Regions from separate parts of the Cyprinus carpio genome. Here region 1 is linked to region 2. A link is a contact called in public Hi-C data. All regions are on one chromosome and are shown on one strand. The core of a region is the stretch at or near the end of the contact, and the rest is flanking DNA. Distances in the headings are between cores, read along the strand shown. Region 1 holds the start of cobl (protein cordon-bleu). Region 2 overlaps cobl (protein cordon-bleu).

Region 1 (5,392 bases), core at 1,081-3,580, 59 kb after region 2:
TGTCACACCTGCGTTTACTTCTCATGAGGACTGACTTGAATACCAAATACACAAAGTCAATTTAAGGTACTTAATTTGGAGGTAGAAAAGCTCAGCAAACATGCCATTCAATAAAATGGAATAATGAGCTATTGAGTCAAGAGCGGAGGTGACAAAAGGTGTGAGAGGTGGAATACAAAAACAGATGAACAGACAGTTATTTGTTTTCATTTCCTAGTTACTCTTCTCTCATGTAGCTGCTAGAACATAGCTTTTATCCAAACACGTCAAATGCCATTTCAACTTCTTTTGTTACAGACTCTTAGATCTGTTATTGTAAATAAGACCAAATTTCAGAATTTGGAATGTTAATCTATGCAAGTCATTTAATTGTGTATTATTCAGATTTTCTCATTCCACTACAGAATATCCTGATGTTCCAGTTACCTTCACTAACTTAAAGGGATACTCCACCCAAAATTGACATTTTTTTCATTAATCACTTACCCCCATGTCGTTCCAAACCCGTAAAAGCTTTGTTCATCTTCGGAACACAATTTAAGATATTTTGGATGAAAACCGGGAGGCTTGAGACTGTCCCATAGACTGCCAAGTAAAATACACGGTCAAGGTCCAGAAAAGTATGAAAAGCATCGTCAGAATAGTCCATCTGCCATCAGTGGATCAACCGTAACGTTATGAAATGTATCCGTATAAGTTATGAAATAGTGTAGCACCATTTTTGCGAATCTGAGCAGTACACAGGCAGCGTACTCTCTTCTATGTCTGCCGCGCTGCGCTGATGAGCTGTTTTCTTTTAAACCAAAACGTAAATATACATAGAAAATGTATCCTTGTGGCGCAGATGACACAGAAGAGCATACGCCACCTGCGTACTGCTCAGATTCGCCAAAATGGCACTACGCTGATTTGGAGAGACACAGAGGAGAGGAATTGTTGAATAAAGTCGTTATTTTTGTTTTCTTTGTGTACAAAAAGTATTCTCGTCGCTTCATAATGTTATGGTTGAATCACTGATGGCAGATGGAGTATTCTGACGATGATTTTCATACTTTTCTGGACCTTGACCGTGTACTTTACTTGGCAGTCTATGGGACAGTCACAAGTCCCCCGGTTTTCATCCGAAATATCTTAAATTGTGTTCCGAAGATGAACAAAACTTTTATGGGTTTGGAACGACATGAGGGTAAGTGATTAATGACAAAATTTTCATTTTCGGGTGGAGTATCCCTTTAAAAGAGTTCAACAAGTGATTGGTGTGTCACACATGGTGATCAAGATAGCTTGAAAAAAATTTATGCACACTAGAACACACCATCATCTCTCAATAGATAGATAGATAGATAGATAGATAGATAGATAGATAGATAGATAGATAACTTAGATTAGAAGCAGTTATAACACTCAAATCCATCAAACATGAACATTTAGTAAGGGCTCTGTATCAAATTACACTCACCCTACAGGAGGTCTGATCTTAGCGTCTCCCAAATTCATCTGTCATAAACCAAATCCGCTTTCTATCAACGCAATTTACTCGTAACGTTATTTCCAGGGGTGGACATTGGAATTCGGATTCACACTTATTCATACAAGTGTCACCTTTAAAGAAAGAGCAGGAAAATATATTTAAGTTAAACAGAACAAGGTAAAGAAGAACTTCTCTAACGTTACACAAAACACAGCTGACCAGCACCAAGGTGTCACGGTCAAGTATTCAGAACGACTTCACCATTTACCGTGCTCCTAGATGTTAAGCGTTTTATGTACGCAATTCTGTTCTTAAATATGGAAAAACAAATAAAAGCATTCAAACGTTTCACTTGTCACAAAAGAGACTACGAACATATGCAGTATAATCAACGCAACTATTACCATAAAAAGGTTCCGAGTCAAAGTAAAAATAATATCGTCACGGAAATAGCACCAAAATATAAAGCAATGAAATACTTACTGTACGTGGATTCGGCTTCATAGACAGACAACAGCAGGGGCGGCACAGGAGTTCACAACCCTATTCTAATCCGTCCACCAGGCAGCGCCGTTCCCGCGGCTTCTCGAGCGCGCGCTCAACGGCAGCCTGAGCCAGGAATTCTGTGCGCGAGAACGCGCCCGAGAGAACGAGCCGCTGGAAGCGAGTGAGCTTTTCAGTAAACAGCACTGATAAAGCGAGACTGTCAATAAATGACTCTCTCCACCTAAAGTCGTTTATCTAAAGAACAGTTACCATTAGCGTAACTGTCAAGACGTACATTTTATGTAATCATCAGGAGAATTATTATAATATCAATATGGAACTGCTATGATAACACAAGCTTTTACCATGGTAACCGTGAACTTGCAACAAAAAAATCTGTCCCTTAACATTCTAATAGTGTTTACTCCCAGCGTCCCTAGCGTTTATTATTCTTTTGCGGTCTGCCTGATTGGCTCGCCCGCCGTTAATAAGCCCCGCCCCTGTTTATTTAAGCAGGATCCTCGGAACCGTTGGTGAGAGTCTTTGTCAGCTCATGAATAAATAGCCTACTGTTACACGACAGAAGTGTCAATGTATATGTAGGACGCATTACAGTTTTCTATTTATTCATAAAGAACTTTGACAAATATTATATAACAAATTGTCTGCTAATACAAACATTACTGAACGATATGAACAATCAAATACAACTGTTTTCTCAGAAAGACAGATGGGTAAATTCTGCTGCACCTTAACCCTAAGAGGGCCTTGGAACACTTTTTAGCAGGTGAACATTTGTAAAAGTTAAAAGACAGTTGAAGTACTGGGAATGTGTATATTTACATAGAAAATAAGCTACATAAAAGCTTATTTAAGTTTCAAATTTACATATACAAATTGTTCTCTGTTAATGCTTATTTTAATCAAATTAAATTTAAATGTGTAAATCTATATGTGTCTGTGTGTATGCATATTTATGTATTGCAATTACAGCTGTGGGCCAATGCCCCTTTTTCTTAAATGAAATGTCCCTACTAATTTCTCAGTTTAAAAAGGCTTATGTGAATTCCAAATTTATTGATTTAATGATACAGACAGCAGTTTGAACTTTTTTAATGGCATTAAAGTGAGTTTAGGACCCGCCTCTGGGAGGTTCAGGAAATAGCACCTCCTATGTTTGTTAAGCTTTTTGACTGACAGGATCACAAAAAAATTCACAGATTCAGCTGTCATAACCAAGAGAGATGACAGAGGACTCAGAACCTGCGCCTGGTAGGTTACTAAACAGCCTATTTAATGTAATTATGCTATATTTAAAAGTCGTTCCTACTTAATAATATACTTATAGGACATTGGAATTTGTTTTAATTGTTTTTGTTACAACAATTATTAGAATTTTAAATAATAATTTGTTAAAAAGCAAACTTTTTTTAAATAGATAAATCGAAAACCTGCATTATTATAATTTGATTTTATTGTAAAAGTTCACCCAAAAGTGAAACGTCAATTCTGTCATTTACTTCCCCTCAAATTGTTCCAAACCTGTCTTAGTTTCTTTCTTCTGTTCAGCACAAAAGAATATATTTTGAAGAATTTCAACCATCTACTGTTTGGTTTCCAACATTCTTCAAAATATCTTATTTTGTTTTCAACATTAGAAAAAAACAGACAGGTTTTTGATGGTGAGAAAATTATGACAGAATTTTATTTGTGTGTGTGTGTGTGTGTGTGTGTGTGTGTGTGTGTGTGTGTGTGTGTGTGTGTGTGTGTGTGTGTGTGTGTGTGTGTGTGTGTGTGTGTGTGTGTGTGTGTGTGTGTGTGAACTATCCTTTTAAACATGAAAGAAGTCATAATTGTGAACGTTTTAACATCTCAAAGTCGTCAGTTTCCATGTGAAGAAAACCATGCCTAGTCTGACCAGTAGATGTCAGGAGAGCACAAACTAAAATTCAAGTTCCTACTTGGGGTGTCATTTTGTCTACTTTCAAACCTAAAGAAACCATTGTTGTTAAGATTTCATAATACACTATAAACATATTATACATTATATATTATATATATTATATATATTATAAATAGACCTATTGTATATAATATAACCTAACAATGTGTTATTTGTCTGCCCTCCAACCTACAACAACAGGCTATGACGATTACTACAATTTAGATGGTGCTGCAAATGCTGGATCACCATGCAACAATGGCAACGCAAAGGCCTTCAGCGAGGTTTTCCTTCCCACCCTGTATAGCATTGTTTTCATTCTTGGTTTCATCGGAAATGGCCTGGTAGTGTGGGTCCTGATCAGATATCGTCATAAATCCAACATGACAGATGTGTGCCTCCTCAACCTAGCCCTATCTGACCTACTCTTTCTTGTGTCACTCCCTTTTTGGGCTCATAGTACCATGAACGAGTGGATTTTTGGCAAATTCATGTGTCATATCATAACAGGTCTCTTCATGTTGGGTCTGTATGGTAGCATCTTCTTCATGGTCCTTATGACACTGGATCGCTATGTTGTCATCGTCCATGCCCATAGTATATTTTCCAGAAATCGGTCTATAAAAATGGGTTTGGCTCTGGCCTCATTTGTATGGATTTTCAGTTTGTTTCCATCCCTCCCAAATATTATTTTTGCCAAAGAGAAAATGGAGAAAAACAAAACATCATGCGAAACTGATTTTCCTGAAGGTACAGCCTGGATGTCATTTACTTACCTTAATATGAACTTCCTGAGCTTGATTTTCCCTCTGATTATTATGGGCTTTTGCTATTCCCGGATCATCCCTACTCTGCTAAGCATAAGATCACAAAAAAGGCACAAAGTCATTAGACTCATCCTGGCTGTGGTGGCAGTTTATTTCCTCTTCTGGACTCCATATAACGTTGTCATGTTTCTTATGTTCCTGCAGAAGCAAGGGTACTTGTTTTCTTGTGAGTTGCATACTGGTTTAAGCCTTGCCATGCAATGGGTGGAAACAATCGCCTTAAGCCACTGTTGCCTTAACCCTATCATCTATGCCTTTGCCGGACAGAAGTTCAGAAGAGCAGTCCTTAAAGTCCTAAAAGAGCAGTTTCCATTGTGCTTCAGCCAGTGCACCACTTTGTCTCAACAGTTATCTGAACGCAGAAGTTCAGTCTTCAGCAAATCTGGTGAATATTCCTCCACGCAGATTGCATAGAGAAAACTTATTCCCTCAGTTATGTTCTCTCTGAGTAGCTTACAATTTTTTTTTTTTTTTTTTTACTATCCCTAAGTTCCCCTGTTTAATGAATGTATATTGTGTTCTTGAAAGTTGTCTTTGTTCTGTTTTTATTTTTTTATTATTATTTTTTTTTTTTACAATTTTGTTTACAATAATATATGTTAAGTAGGAGAATGCAGAAGTTAAAGCTGTTGCAAATTTGCTCCTCTTTGTGCATGTATATTGCTC
Region 2 (5,255 bases), core at 1,067-3,566:
AGCTGCCCTGAGAAGACGGTTAACAGGGAGGGACTTAAGACAAATACTAAACCACAACAATTGTGAAGCCGATATCTTCTTATTCTGCTGCTATGCAAATCTACGAGCTTAGGGATGTCTTGAAATCATTCTCTTGTGGCAAATTTATAAATGTTTACAAAGTTAGCACAATGTGTAGTTAGACTTTGTGCAATTATTGAGAAGCAGAACTGAGTGAGGGAAGGTGAGGAGAAAGAAAATTAAAGAATAGGGACATTAGAACAAGATGATTTTATACAAATAATGCCATTATCGTCCATGTTTCCTGTGTTTTATACAGCTTTCATTAGCAAGATTTAGAGGTGTTAATACTGTATTGATTTGTCAACAAAAATTAAGTTTTACACCAATGAGTAATTTCTGGAAGCAAATACATATATACACCTGACATTAAAAGTGAAATGTTGTGTCATTTTGTTAGATGTTGAAATACATTCTCCTACTTTACTACAACTTGATTGCACAGATACTATTTCAACTGTACTGAGCTGGAAGATGACATCACTAAATATTATCAACACTATTTTTCTGTTTAATACTGTAAAGCTGCTTTGACACAATCTGCATTGTATAAAGTGCTATATAAATAAAGGTCACTTGACTTGACTTGCTGAACTCAGAATCAATTTAATTTCCGAATGAATTGAATTGAGGTAGTTAACAGAATGCAGAACTGTAATTTGAATTTCCATCTATTGAAGTATAAGTAAAATGGACTGAATTTCAAAAAAGTCATAACCCTGTTGCAAACATATTTTTTTTTGATGCGCTATGAAATTTTCAAATTACCATTAGATTACCATCAGAGTACCCATTTTACCATTAGTACACTTTTTTGGTTGTAGCTCCTATTAAATTATCAAATTTATCTCCTATTACATTTTTTTAAACTTCTATAAACATTGCAAACAACAGAATTAAAAAATTTTAATATTTAGAGAAATGTGTAATCAGTTGGGCTAATCAGGAAATAAATACAAAATTAAATATAGCTGCAAGCAGCAATTAAAGGCAATTTGGTCGACTATGGCAAAACTGGTATCTATGTTCTCGGCATAACCCAACAAATATTTTTAGACCAGTTAGATTTCATTACAATAGGCCAATTTAATCAAAAGTTATTAGCATTTTTGAAAATTTCATTATAACTTTTGACCACAAGGTGGTGCTGCCCCAAAACTTTTTAAGGACCATCAGGGACACATACCGAGTTTCATAAGGATTCAATGCATTCGTAAAAAATAGCATTTTATGACAAAATTCAAAATAGCCAAAGCCCAAAATGGCTGACATTGGAAAACTGGGTATGGTTCAACTCGGCATGCTGCACCAAATCTAAAGAGACCAATTTTGTTTTCATATCTCCTAACCACTAGGTGGTGCTGCGCCGAAACTATGCAGGTGGCCTCAGGTCATGGTCATCATAACATACACCAAGTTTGGTCTCAATATGCTACACCATTGCAGAGATAAAGCCTTACATCCATTTTTGGATGCTCTTCGTCAAATTTGTTCACGTGTTATTCGAGAACGAACTTCAATTCCATACATTTTTGTCAGAATGGTCTGAAGATTATCTGGTTTGTGAAAATCAGAACAACGGCCTAGGAGGAGTTCGAAAAAGTAGGTTTTTGAGAAAATTCTAAATATTGGAAAATTACGTCATATAGTGCAATCAAATCATCTTGATTTCATATTTTTTATTCAGAATGTTAAACCTTGATTTTCTGGTGAAATGATATACTTCTCTATAGCGACGTATGCCACACTTTTCCAACCATGCAAGCTTGCATTCATCTGCATCTACAGTATTTGGGAACTCAACGCCAACATTTCAAAATCCAATCATCAATCGATGGATGAAACCATATCCCTGTCCCACGTTTTTTGTTATTGTTGTTTTTCAATAATCCATTACACTAATCACAATATGTACTGCGCAATACAGAACAAAAGATCTGTTGCTACTTCCGTTTCATTTTGACTTTAAATACTGAATTTCGGCCAACCGTGGCAGAGACAGCTACAAGTAAGCCATTCATCTACTCCTAACAAAGGTGAACACAATGGCCTTTCTTTTTTTTTTTTTTTTTTTACAAAAAAATATGTTTGTTTGGTGTGACATTGAGGTGTGACTACCTGTTTACTCAAACAATTTTAGACAGGAAGGGATGGTAAAAATATCTGGGAAATCCGTTGAAAAAAAAACATTATTTTTGCAATTTAAATTTGTGGCCACTAATGGCACACAAATTACACACTTCACCTTACAAACAAATGCTGAGAAGTAGGGTTTTTCACGTAAAAAACACACAGAGGTGTGGAAAGGACAGAGCGGATGTTCCTTTAAGAGACAGCAGAGTGATCTGGCAAACACTGACAGGAACGACACCGGATCTTCCAGGACCTTGCATGAGTGTTTGAGTGAGAGCTCAGCTGTCGGTTGGAACGAGAGAGAAAGAAAGTATGCAGTCTTGCAGCTTGACTTGAGAAGAAGGCAGAGTAACGAACAGACATATGATCCAAACTAGACATAAAAAACTTAAGAGACACAAACACGCACACCTGCACAAACAAACACACTGACACCTGGAAGAGCACTAAGACAAAATAATCACAGTTCTCCTACAGTAGCCACTGCTCTGATCGCTTTCATTAGACTACACAACCTCGCTGCAGAAGTTCAGCCTTTTTCTCTCACCCCTCTCTGCCCTTAGAACGGAATGTTCAATGTGGGAATGGCTATTAGCGGGTTACATAATTGGAAATCAGTTACTGAGACGTGTTGAAAATGGCTCTTGGCTCTGTTTATGATGAGATTCTACCTGAACTTGTGTATTTACAGGCAGGGAGCACGTAGAGCAGGGCAGAGCAAGGCCTTTCGTAAAAAGGCTGTTTGGCAGGCCGATCAGAGATAGGAAGAAAATAACTATAATAAATAACATAAAATAACGTCCATAATAAATTATGGACAACCAAGTTGTTCAGCGCATGTGTCTGAGTGTCTTCAAGAACAGGGTGTGCTTCTCTGAAAGGAGGAAGATGGAGGAACATAGCAATGTGGGTGTAGAAATAAAGATATTTGAAGGATCAAGTGTGTATGAATGCAGCTAATTAACCATATAATGGAGCCAAATTTGTACCCAGAAGAAAGCTAAATTTGATATGGCATTTATCACATATTATAACATGGCTCTGTGTAAATAAATGTGCTTGAGCACTCCTGAAGATCACTTTTTTGCCCAAGTAATTACTGACACCTAGAGGTGAAACCTGGAAAAAAAATACATTTAATGGAGTGCAGATTTTCTGTAAAACTTTCATTAGTAGTTTTAAGTAGCTAATTTTTATACAAATATTAAAAACACAAATTTTCATTTTAAGATAAACCTTTTATTATTATAATTTAAATTTATAATTTTATTAAACATTAAACATTATATTATTTATAGCATTTTATCATTGAGTTCTGGTTCAGAACTATTCTTTTTTTATATAATTAAGAGATAAGTTTGCTCATTGACATAATAAATAACAATGAATCACAAAAGAGCATGGTGCTATTTGGCACAGATTTTGTGAAAAGAACAAAAAGTAATCAACCTGCAGGCAGTATAATTGTGTTAAAGACTGAAAACTGTGACAGATGGAAAGATGAGAGTGTATTAGTAAGAGACAGTTACATGGGTTAGTACTTACATTAATGTTAGTGTCTGCATTGTCAACAACACTATCATCATCAAGACTGTCCATGTCCTCAGAGGACTGATCTTCAGTCTGAAATGGGAATGTACACTAGCATGGCAGGCAGACTCATAATATCAATGAAAACCATGCAATGCAGGGTTCAAACACTGAAATATCAACAACATGTTTCTTTTTCATCATATTTTGCAATATGCATTAGTTTCCCCCAGCATATCCAAGTGTTAATTGCTCTACGTCTATATATTTTTGGACATGCAGCATTCTAACATACAGCACTGTAGAGGTTTAAACAGACAAAAATATGAATGGACACTTGTGTGTGTCCAATCATACACATGTGAGCCTGTGTTCTACCTTTGATTTCCTGCGATTAAACTTCAGGAAGCCTAGCAGACCCTTTTTCTCCGATCCACTCAGACTGTTGGAGTGAAGAGATTCAGCTGTAAGAGAAACACATTCGTTCAGCATCTTACACAAACACGCAGAAGCAACTATTATAATGTAGAACTGAGTCAAGCAATGTTACTTTAGTTGAAGCGGTTAATTTTGAGCTGGCTAATGAGAACAATAGATTATAGAAGATATAAAATTAGCATATCCAGAATAAATTCTAGTGCTTGCACGCCAGCAAACCAGTAGCGTTAAAGTTTTTTGTGAGTTTAGTATTTAGCCTTGGTATCATGTTCACCAAAATATTAAAAAGCAAAAATAAATTAGGCTACATTCAAATATATTCAAATAAAAAGTTATTTTAAATTAAATATATAAAATATTTCAAGGCATTACTGTTTTACTGTTATTTTGATTAATAAATGCAGCCTTGTTGAGCATGAGACACTTTAAAAATAAAAAAAAGTTACAAACACCATATTTTTGAACATTAGTGTGAGGCAAAAAAATAAATAGCACACAATGCACAAAATGCAGTACAAGATTCTGGCAATAGATGTCGCTCTAAGCCAACAAAATCAGATGAAAAACACTAAAGCCTCTACAAAACCTAAAGAAGAATTACCAGGACAAGTAACAGGTTTCTCTGAAGACAAATGCATTGAGAATGAAAGCATCACAGTAACAATAAGCATGAAAGATGAGTACATAAATATATGCACTGCAAGTCTTGTATAATATCTACTGACCAGGCCATCTCAATTCAAAAAAGCTCCAGCATGTTCTATGACAGGAAGCAGACTCAGCACATTCAAGACAGTTGAACTACACATACTGTTAAGCCACTGTGACAACTATTCAGCCAAAGTCATGCACATGGCATCAGTACCTGAGTAGTTCAGAGCAGGTGATGAAGCCATTTTAGGCTGGAGAACTGGAAACAATCAAACCAGTATAACATTTGAAGGCAAATAAAAGTGAATAGAAATCTTATCACATTTGGCTAGACAGTGAAGGACAGTGAAATGTCACAGGCTTAGTGCATGCTGTGTTTGCGTATGTTAAGTAATAATAGCACTGGCTAAACAAAGATACTATAAGTGTGTCTGAACAGGAAG

Evidence for each region. Hi-C and Micro-C count contacts between places; a contact is called where the count stands out from the background.
Region 1: a contact with region 2 is called in a Hi-C map of skeletal muscle, with 2.8 times the contacts expected there. The contact joins the promoter of cobl here to the enhancer-like site in region 2. A contact is called at or near these places in 3 of 8 Hi-C or Micro-C datasets (liver and skeletal muscle).

Annotation. Positions count from the first base shown.
Region 1 is chrB16:7,419,621-7,425,012 of ASM1834038v1, forward strand. It overlaps cobl (protein cordon-bleu), which reads right to left and starts at 2,331. Exons shown (of 16, transcript XM_042740501.1): 1 at 1,955-2,331; 2 at 1,460-1,602. The coding sequence starts at 1,497. It overlaps LOC109059491 (C-C chemokine receptor type 5-like), which reads left to right and starts at 2,692. Exons shown (of 3, transcript XM_019076682.2): 1 at 2,692-2,744; 2 at 3,178-3,229; 3 at 4,101-5,392. The coding sequence starts at 3,202. The coding sequence ends at 5,140.
Region 2 is chrB16:7,360,810-7,366,064 of ASM1834038v1, forward strand. It overlaps cobl (protein cordon-bleu), which reads right to left. Exons shown (of 16, transcript XM_042740501.1): 6 at 4,102-4,187. Among protein-coding and RNA genes, the nearest start is that of cobl, 59 kb to the right of the region's middle. Within about 2 kb of position 2,317, at least 1 of the 8 cell types and tissues checked has an H3K27ac peak or open chromatin away from gene starts, as enhancers often do. A contact at or near this core is called in skeletal muscle, where this site is marked.